3 separate regions of the Mus musculus genome follow, and regions 1 and 3 are each linked to region 2. A link is a contact called in public HiChIP or PLAC-seq and Micro-C data. All regions are on one chromosome and are shown on one strand. The core of a region is the stretch at or near the end of the contact, and the rest is flanking DNA. Distances in the headings are between cores, read along the strand shown. Region 1 holds the start of Npepl1 (aminopeptidase-like 1). Region 2 overlaps Gnas (GNAS (guanine nucleotide binding protein, alpha stimulating) complex locus). Region 3 has its middle 39 kb from the start of Gm52540.

Region 1 (3,387 bases), core at 299-2,798, 220 kb after region 2:
ACCCAAGACCCTTTTTTGGGATTCCCGAAAAGCACTGTAGCTCTTCCCAGGGGGAGAGAAGAGAAGAGCTCTCCACCTGTGCTCCCAGAAGGCATGTTGCCTCTAGATACCCACTTGCAAGGTGGACACTTCCACTGGGCCATTGTCTTGTCCCACCAGGAAGAACTCCACCATGACTGTCCTCTTCTCTGCGCGCCGGGATGCCCCTGAGCGGTGTGTGAAGAGTGGGAAGGCCCGTGCCAAGGCACAGGCAGAGGCAAAAACCTCAGTCTGTTCGCAGACCATCTGTAGTGAGAGAGAAGCAAGGTGGGGCTGAAGCCACAAAGGGACACCACCAGGACTCTCCCAATAGCAGCTCTACAAACCCAGACGGCTGTGCCCCCCCAGTAACCTGAGGCTGCGTGAGAAAAATGTCTGCCACCAGATGTTGTCCACTCTTTCCCAGACAGATGAGCAGGGCACAGACATAAGCCCAGGCCTCAATAAATCTAGGCTGGCATCTCTGATTTGTCACGCAAACCGATCCGGTGTAAATCACTCGGTGGTTGAAGGGTTAGAATGGGAGATCACACGGGCCAGCCTGCTGTGCTTGAGGTGGGCCACGGGCTGGGGTACACTCACCGGCCCAGCACTCACCAGGATACACCGGTGGGTTCCAGGAGGCAGGCAGGTTCTCACGAGCCTGGTGATGAAGTGGGCTGCGGACGGGCTGTTATGCCGGCTCACCCTAGAAGGCAGAGCTGCCACTGTGGCGCAGTTCAGGTAGAGAGGACAGCTGTCTGTGGGGTTGGGGTTGAGCGTGGCCAGAGCTGCCTGCCAGAGCTGGATTAGAAAGGAGATATGAGACGGACCGGGCTTCAACACGTGTGCTGTGTGGCTAGATGCGCCCTGCGGGCCACGCCTGCTTGTCTAAGGCACCCTAGCCGCTGCCACCAGGCATGTGTGGCTCTCTGGTACCCTACCACCCTCGTGGGACTGCGCCTCGCGCTGGCAAGGCCTGTCTGGGGACCCTCTGCTTCAAACACTTGGAGGCCCGGCTCCTGGGCCCTGGCTAGTGGCCATGGAAGCGGGTCTCGAGGCCAGAGGCCACGCGGAAAGCCGCCACTGGGCCTTCTGCAGGGCCCGGCCCAGAGGCGCGGAAGCAGGTGGCTCGGCCCGGGCAGGCCGGCGACACAGGCCGGGCCTCGCTGCAGCCAGGGCCTTGGGGACAGACGGCTAGGCCTGTCGCGGGCCTGCGCCCTGGGCCCGGCGGGGCGCGCGGGCGAGGCGGGGCCCGTGGCCCAGGGCCTGGGCTTGGCAGGCGCATGGCGGCCGCGGCCCGCTCACCTCCTCGGTGACCCGGGGCTGCAGCTTCCCGCGGACGTGGCTCCAGGGCACGCGGTGCAGGTGTTGCAGCTGGCCCAACAGCAGCAGGGGCCGGCTCTGGGGGTCCGCGTCCCCGGCGCTGGCCTGGAACTGCAGCCCCACGCTCGCCATCTTCCCCCCCACGACCCCGGCCGGGCCGCCCAGCACCCTGCGCCCTGCTCCGGCCCGGCTCGGCGCCGCCCCGGCCCGCCCGGCCTCGGCGCCCCGCCTTCCCCGCCGCCTCCGGGCCGCGCCGCCCTGCAGGGCCCACCCGGGGCGCGAGGGGGCGCCGGCGGAGGCGGGGCGCGGGCCGTACTGCGCCTTCCGGGCCTCCGTTGGGGGGCAAGTGGCGCGCGAGCCCCTGGAAGCGCTCCAGCTCTGGCTACTGCCCTGGCCCGGCTGGCAGTAGGTTCCTGGACTCGAGGAAGCCTCACTTGCCAGGGACAGCCGTGGCTACTGCAGTGGCCTGACAATTAGGCACTCGGATCCCCCCTTTATTCCGCGTAGGCCGCCTCCTCGGCCTAACGCTCGCCAGAAAGGTCACCATTCAGCAGTGGGCGCAAGCTGCCTCTGCACTTTGTCACCTGTGTTGGAGAGGAAAAGACAGCAGTGTTGGGAGCTTATAGGAAGTCATTTGAAAGGAGTCAGCTGCTACCCTACACTGCCCAGGTTTTGACAACTCCAGGCCTGGGGCTAGAGCTCAGTGACCTCCAGTCTTCTTCCTTTTTTTTTTTTCAAGACAGGGTTTCTCTGTGTAGCCCTGGCTGTCCTGGAACTCACTCTGTAGACCAGGCTGGCCTCAAACTTAGAAATTCTCCTGCCTCTGCCTCCCAAGTGGGATTAAAGGGGTGCGCCACCACGCCCGGCTGTGACCTCCAGTCTTATATGTCACTTTTAATCTACATTTCTTCTCTGTTATCAGCCTTTAAAACTAGCAAAACAAGATGGCTGAGCGAGAAAAGACACTTATTGCAGCGCCTGAGGACCAGAGTTCTAGTCCCGTATCTGGAAGGTGCAAACCAGTATCCAAAATGTGTCCATTGACTAAGAGGTTGACTAAGAGGTACCCACTCACACCGACTTAAACACACACACACACACACACACACAGAGAGAGAGAGAGAGAGAGAGAGAGAGAGAGAGAGAGAGAGAGAGAGAGAGAATGAATTAAATAAAACATTAAAAAAAAAAAAAAAACCCTACCAAAGCCAGTTTCATCACATAGCTCTCCATTCCACTGACCCTGCAGGCACCACCCACCTTATGTCCCCACCTACAAGCCATCTATGGTATGGATTTCTTCAGCTTTGGAGGTTCCATCAAACAGCCCAGAGCAGGCCAGCCCTGAAGACGGCAGTAGCTGAATGAGCAGAGGGGATTCCTTTGAAACTCTGGCTTTCCTGACGCAGAAGTCAACACTAATTGGATCTTATTTTCTCGAAAAAGAGTTTTTACAGCAACTGCATGTTTTCACACATTTTGTAAAGGGTACTAAGTGTTCTATCCCGATTCTCTGGTGTTTGCAAATACAGTGTGAGGCACAAGGCACTCAGGAGGGGCCGAGACAACTTGCAATTTTCCTAGAGGGTGGCAGGCTTAAGCTGATCCCTGTGGGAGAAGTACTATGTCCCCAGTCCCCAGGCCAGTCCACAGCAAGATGTCATCTGAAGGAATGACGCTGGGAGGTGGGGCAGGAGTGAGCATGACATAGCCTGCAGCCTATGAGAGCAGGAGCTGGAGCTGCAGGTGCGCAGGTCTCTGCGTATGCTACAGACCACAGAGTATGTTGGGGGGCTTGGGGAGATGACTTGGGAGGTAAAATATTTGCTGTACAGGCCTGAAGATCCCAGCACCTATAAAAAGATGGGCTGTATCCTAGCACTGGGGGGTGGGGACAATCGTCCCTGGAGCTCCATGATCAGCCATTCTTACCCAGTTGGTTAGCTTCAGGTTCGGCGAGAGAGGCTGTCTCAAAAAACGAGGCGGGGCCTTTCAGATGTCTCTATGGATAAAGGCATTTGTCATCTGAGTTCAACTCCCACT
Region 2 (3,029 bases), core at 6-2,505:
TAGAAGTATTGATTTTTTTTTTTAATTAGAGAAATAAGTCTCTGCCTATCCCACCAATTCTGAAGCAGGGAGGGACTCGGAAGCTTAGAGCCTGTCGGCAAGGGTTGTGGATTCCAATTTTTAAGTGAAGATGTAACTGAAAAGATGTTTTCCTGAGAGTACAAAACCCTACACCAGTTGACTCCAGTGAAACCTGCAGGGTGGTGGGTGGGAACCTCCTGTGCTGGCCAGCTCTGGCTGGCCAAGGGGTGGCCAAGGCCCGTCGGCCATGTTGGAGCTGCACTGCAGCAGGCGAGGCTGCGGCCGCAGAGGACCTGGCCTCAGAGACGCTGTCACCCGGCCAAGTGCTGTTCACTGTCCTCTGCAACCAGGCACCATGTTCCAGCGCGAGGGGCTGCTTTGGGTGGACACCGGTGCTTCTACTCTTATTCCTATTTGTTGCCCCAAAGGTTGAGAAGGGTGTGGGGGTGCACCCATCAGCTCTTTCTTGGGCTGTCTAATATGCAAATTAGAAAAAAATGATTAGTGGCAATTAGCAGCTGTGCTTTCTAGAGGTTAGTATACACTCCTTCAAACGTCCTGTCTCCTGCAGGCCAGGTCCATACCACCTGTCCTGCTCAGTGCCCTGCTCAGATTTGACACTTACTCTCCGTTAAACCCATTAACATGCAGGATCCTCATCTGCTTCACAATGGTGCTTTTGCCAGACTCTCCAGCACCTGAGAAAGGAAAGTGAGGGCGTGGGTTAAGAAACAGGCTTGTCACACTTCACCTGGATGATGGCCTTGGAAAGCAGCAGAAGCAGCACACAACAGACACACAATGACACAACTGCAAACCTCCTTCACATGACGACGCAGTGAAAAACAACAGACACATCCAACATAGCATCTACCTGAAGTATCTCACCATAGAGTAACAAGCAAGAATTAAGGGCTCTGCTGTTTTTAAATAGCTTTTTTTTTCCCTTTTGAGTTTTGTTGTTGTTGTTTTGTTTTCTCTTTGGGTTTTTTAAACTCATGAGGCGATGAAGGAATGACGTAATTGTCACTGGAAGGGTGAAAATTTTAAGTCAAAACTGTGAATTTAGTATTGAAATGTGGTCAAAGGTACTCTATGCAGCAGCCACCTAATTTCCTGTTTGTTAGTCATTTTATGGTTAAAATACTTAGGAATGGCAGACAATGCCTAGACACTGCAGTCTCCCACTATCACGCCCCGCTGCAGCACCTCCCTCCCAACGCCACAATGCAGCTGCTCTCAAGCATGCTTCAGGTCCACCCTAAAACCACAGGGCTACACTGTATCCACTGTATCCACTCCCTTCCCCTGCAAAAGGAATCTTTCTAAAGATACATTTTTCTCTGGATACAACCACCATGTTGCAGAGGGAAATGGTAGACCATCAATTATCTGTCAGCAGCAGAGGGGCGGGAGCGGGGGGCGGGGGAGCAAAAAAAAAAAAAGCAAAAAACAAAAAATAAACACATTTCGTTATCAAACATGGCACTTGAGACCTCATGAGCATCAGGCAACATGCAACTTCAACAGTACCAAGAGTTTAAAAAAAAAAAAGGATAAGACTTTAATTATATGCACAAATATTCCTGGAAGGTCCTGAATAAGAAGATTCTAGGCTTTCCCCAACTAAGGAAGTAAATAGGAACACAGGCCTCCATTTTAAATCACCTTTCTTTCTTTCTTTCTTTCTTTCTTTCTTTCTTTCTTTCTTTCTTTCATAGGTAGTATTTGGAGGACCCTCCAGCCCCACCCCATTTCCACCAAGTTTCTGCAAATGTACTCTTCAGCCCGTATTCCCTGTGGGAATGGTTTTTCCCCTCCTCCCACAACAATCTAATTTTTAAAAAAATCTTGTTCTTTTTCTCCATATTGTTTCTGTTTTGGTGCCCAGATAGAAAGGCATTCACTCCCCCACCCTATTCAGTTCAACACTCCCCCTCCCCGAAATTCTCCACCCCTCCATTTCTTCACCCCTCCTCTTTTCCACCCCTCCACAAGTCCATAAGCAAGATTTGTAAAAGTTAAAATTGGTTTCCACAGCAGCATTGATTTCAAAGCAAACACCATCCTAATGAGCAAAATTCTCATAAATTAAATATAAAAGGCAATATTGGGAGGCTTCCATGAAGGAAACAGAGGACTCATCAGGTCCCTCAGCACTCCACCCTCAGAAATGGGAACATTTGTGACACCAGGTTTTTTTCAGAGACAGAACTAGATCCGTGCCTCAGTTTCCACTTTTGTAAGAATAGAAAACTGGGCTGAAAAATAACTGCCAGGCTTTTGTTTGTTTTGTGGTTCTGCAAATTTACTTAATTTACCTGATAGAAGTTAAAATGGGTTAAAGAAAAGGAAGTTGGGGGTATTAAGTTTCCTTTGTGGGTAATTATTTCATTTTTAAGAAATGTAAAATGTCGCCAATAGCCAGGGCAACAGATTTCTGTGCCAAAGGTCATCAATTAATTGTGGCACAATGCAGCCATGTAGACCAGAGACTTGAAAGGAGGCAAGGTGGGCTCAGAACTGCAGTCTCAAATAAGTGGGGACATTTGAAATCACTGTAAACACACACAAAAAAAGATGTTAGGAATTTGATGTATCATTAACATCATAGTGAACTTAAATAAGCACTCATATGAGCAAGAATGAACCATACAGAAGATTCTAGATGTTTCCAGGTGTGTACTTTGAAATCAGACTGTATACATATTCACATTTACAGCAGAATTACGCTTTTAGAAGTTTCCCATATATCATCTAATCACTGAAATTGCAAACGCACCAACACCAACAGGATTATTTTCACTTATTAACAATTTTCTGCTTTACTCAATGTGGCCCAGGGAGAACAAAGACTTGACCCCATCCAAAAAGATCAAACCAAACGCCACCGCGAATTAACACAGCCTTCTACATTTTATTTTTGATAATCGAACTATTTTGTTGAAAAGTGACCCTGTTCCCAGTGAATTCACAAATTTATTCAGATAGCCAAAATACTGAGACGT
Region 3 (3,339 bases), core at 505-3,004, 180 kb before region 2:
TCCCAAGAAATACATAATTGTCGGGTTTATCTGGAAGTATCCGAGTGGCTGACTCTCAGAAGACTGCATCCACAAGGATGCAAGTTTGTAGCCAGCTTCAGCTACTTAGGAAGGCTCTGTCTCAAAATAAAATATTTGGAAAAGGATAGGAATGTGTCCCAGCGGTGCATGGTTTCCCTACTGCTTGTCAAGACCCTGGGTTCAAACCTTAGCAGCACAAAAAAATAAAATAAGATTAATTTAACCTCTTGAAAACTACAAGAAAATGGGAAATAATTCAGGGGAGACGTCCAGCTCGATGCATCATTTAGACAAGCATCGTAGCAAGAATAGAAAAATCATGGCTGTCTGCTGACTTGGTTTAGGCAAACAAGGAGATTTTGAATTCCCACTTTTGGGTATGACCATACCTGGAGGCAAGATTTCCTCAGGGCAGAGCTCGTCTTGATCTTGAGATGTGCAGAGTGGAGACACCATCTAGAAATGATGTAACAACAAGACTGACATCATCAGTCTCAGCCAAAGGGGGCCTAGCTAATCTTAATCTGCTTAATCGCTAATTTCCTGTCTTATTTCCGAAACAGTCTCATCACTATTAAAGTAAAGAATACTCTCATCTTTGCAGGTTAGGGTTTTGTAGTGTTTGAGGATTCTAGTATTTTGTGTTGTGTTTTATGCAATTTTCCATTTGGTAGCATAATTGCTTAAGATGCTATCATTTCACATAAAGCCAAGATAGGTTTCAAGCTTTCTGAACAGCCAGAATGTGGACATGATGTTCCACAAGCTCCAAAGACAGAGCTGGCCCAGCCGCCACCTCTTCACAGCATGATCCAGTCAGCCCCAGCAAACCTTTCCTCCTGCAAGTTGCTCCTGACAGGTTTTCTCTCACAAAGAAACAAAATAACTAATGCAGGCTCCAAGAAAAAGATGCACTGAAAAATTGTTCACCACAGTGACGAGAGTCCAGTATGCTAACAGCAGATGCACAGGCAGGCAGGCAGGAGTCCCCGGGAGGGACCCAGCTGTACACTGGGGTCCACACTGTCTGTTCCTGCAGCCCTTACCCACTTTGAAGGACAGTATTTGAGCACTTTTGGTGGGTCTATGACTCGTTGGTTCCTGTTTCAGTTCATCAGATCTCCTTCCTGTTGTTGTCAATTTGTTTGTTAACTCTCAATTGGCAGGTATATACCTTAGCTTAAAGTTGAAATATAAAATTTCAGTTTGTAGCTGACTGTGTCTACTGATGGAGAATAAATTCGAAATTCAGATTTAGCAAAGATTTGGCACTGCTGCCTAAAACTAAGTTACCATGAAGCTCTAAGACTGGCTATTGGAGTTGACTTGTCTCCTGTGGACCACAGTTCAGTGAAGACAAGCTCAGGGGAAGTCCCTCGGAGGCCAGGGTCCCATCTGACATCACTACTGACCTGTGGAAATGGTACTCTGACTGAACAAAGCACACTCTATGGACAAGACATGCCTTGAGCGGCCACATTTCTCTAGACTGTCAGAAAACATGGCATTTTCTAGTCTAGGGTAGTGATCTGCTGAGACTTACATCCTTTGAGTCTTGGGAGAGTCAACCAGAGGCTGGGGTGATAAGTCAGTTAGAAACTTGCCTCCCACATAAGCAGGAGAACCTCAGCTCCACCCACAAACCCACATAGCAAAGCCAGGCCTGCTGGTAGGAACTCAGTTGCTGACTTTGCAGTGTCAGTGCTGAGGAGGCCTTTGGAGCTTGCTCAGGAGCCAGCCTAACTCAATCCAGGCCAATGACCTAGACGTTGTTTCAAAAAGCAAACAAGCAGCTGGGGGCAGGCAAGGGGCGTGGTGGAGAAGAGCTTTGCCTGAGAAGCAACACTGGAGGCTGCCTTTCACATTCCCGGACACACAAGAATAAATGAAGGATTTGTGCCCTGACTTCCGAATCTTACTCAGAAGTTCCTAGGAACACCCAGTGAACCTCACTGTCCCACCCCACTGCTTCTCCTAGAAGCCCTGGCTCCAGGTTCCAGATTTCGTTTTAAAATAAATAAATGGGGCTGTTGTGGTGGCCCATACCTGCCGCCTCAGCAGTAGAGAGGCTGAGGCAGGAGGATAACAACCATGAGCTACCCACAGTAAAGCTCTTTAGGAAGGATAATGACATTCAACAGCAGCAGACCATCCAAACAGAGGCTATATGGGTACCACTCTTTATGCATTCACAGTGACTCTGGAATATTCATTAATCATCTGCCCTTACTTGGGGCTTAAAGAGCAACAGGACACGCTGAGACTGCCTTTGACATTTAACATCGCTAGGGAAATCAGACATCTAATTAAGGAGAAGCAGGGCGACGCACGCTGTTTCCCTCCACTTGTGACACACACAACTTTGCTCTAGCTCAGTGGAGGTGTTCTGTGTGGAAGCTTTGTGCGGATGTTCAAGTTGTGTGCTGCACCCCACCTAAAGGAGTGACATTCACATTATAAACTAACTTACAGAACACACAAACAGCAAGAAGATTTGAGACCTCCCAGAGGAGTTCTGGGTACCCCATGCCTGTGCATACAGCCATGCAAATAAGCTCAGGACCACATATTTTATGCACACATTCTGAGACACACAGTGGTCTTTTCGTCATCACTGCCTTGAGTCCACATCCTCACCAGACTCTAAACCCAACTTCATCCCCCAACTTCAGGAGAAGGGAAGCTAGGGGGTTAGCAGAGGCACAGACATTCTCTGCTTCTGTGGATGCCAGTCCATCAGTCCATCCTCCTGAGAAAGTCTTACTGCTCAACCCAGGTGAGATCCCTCCTCCCTTTACATCCTCAGCAGGCAGACAACCTAGGTAAGAATACCACTGTGCTCAGTGCCTCTCTCTCTCTCTCTCTCTCTCTCTCTCTCTCTCTCTCTCTCTCTCTCTCTCTCTCTCTCTGCCATTCAGTCTTGCCAGGGCTTTTAGGATAAAGACTCTGCCTTTCCTACTGGAAGAAGAAGCCCACAAAGCCACAGGTCATCTTTCACAATGTTCAGTAATCTCATGGCACACAGTAGGGACTCAGGATGTACCAGTCAAGAAAATGGAGGGTTATATAAGATCCCTCAGTGACTCTAAAACAGCCTGTTCAGAGGAAACGCTTGCTTCCTTCTGGAAATTTCCTGATCCCTGAACTGACATTTTCTCAGAGAAAACCTGTCTGTGAGTATAACAGATGTATTAGTGTCTCTCTTTTTCTTTAAGGTCTTCCTTTGAAGTTGTCTGGCCAAAAACAGCATCCACCTTCCAGGTCAGAATAGGACTTAGAAATAAATCCACAGGGTCTGACTTCTCTCCAAGGTGTCAC

Evidence for each region. Hi-C and Micro-C count contacts between places; a contact is called where the count stands out from the background. HiChIP or PLAC-seq counts read pairs in DNA pulled down with a chosen protein or histone mark.
Region 1: a Micro-C map of the G1E-ER4 cell line shows a contact between it and region 2. The contact joins the promoter of Npepl1 here to the enhancer-like site in region 2. A contact is called at or near these places in 5 of 484 Hi-C or Micro-C datasets (the G1E-ER4 cell line, the HL-1 cell line and embryonic stem cells) and 2 of 115 datasets of contacts at active chromatin or transcription factors (memory CD8 T cells and pancreatic cancer cells).
Region 3: a BATF HiChIP or PLAC-seq map of CD8 T cells shows a contact between it and region 2, with 5 read pairs. The contact joins two enhancer-like sites. A contact is called at or near these places in 2 of 15 datasets of contacts at CTCF or cohesin (large pre-B cells and pro-B cells), 6 of 484 Hi-C or Micro-C datasets (bone marrow-derived macrophages, cortical neurons, nephron progenitors and 2 more), 9 of 115 datasets of contacts at active chromatin or transcription factors (the 230-238 cell line, CD8 T cells, effector CD8 T cells and 6 more) and 1 of 9 other capture datasets (embryonic stem cells).

The regions. Positions count from the first base shown.
Region 1 is chr2:174,108,512-174,111,898 of GRCm38.p6, reverse strand. Npepl1 (aminopeptidase-like 1) reads right to left here and starts at 1,548. Exons shown (of 12, transcript NM_213733.2): 1 at 1,327-1,548; 2 at 637-822; 3 at 115-285. The coding sequence starts at 1,476.
Region 2 is chr2:174,331,902-174,334,930 of GRCm38.p6, reverse strand. Gnas (GNAS (guanine nucleotide binding protein, alpha stimulating) complex locus) reads right to left here. Exons shown (of 12, transcript NM_010309.4): 2 at 647-719. Among named protein-coding and RNA genes, the nearest start is that of Gm30189, 6.0 kb to the right of the region's middle. Within about 2 kb of position 1,255, at least 45 of the 459 cell types and tissues checked have an H3K27ac peak or open chromatin away from gene starts, as enhancers often do. A contact at or near this core is called in CD8 T cells and the G1E-ER4 cell line, where this site is marked.
Region 3 is chr2:174,515,671-174,519,009 of GRCm38.p6, reverse strand. No RefSeq gene overlaps it. Among named protein-coding and RNA genes, the nearest start is that of Gm52540, 39 kb to the right of the region's middle. Within about 2 kb of position 1,754, at least 34 of the 459 cell types and tissues checked have an H3K27ac peak or open chromatin away from gene starts, as enhancers often do. A contact at or near this core is called in CD8 T cells, where this site is marked.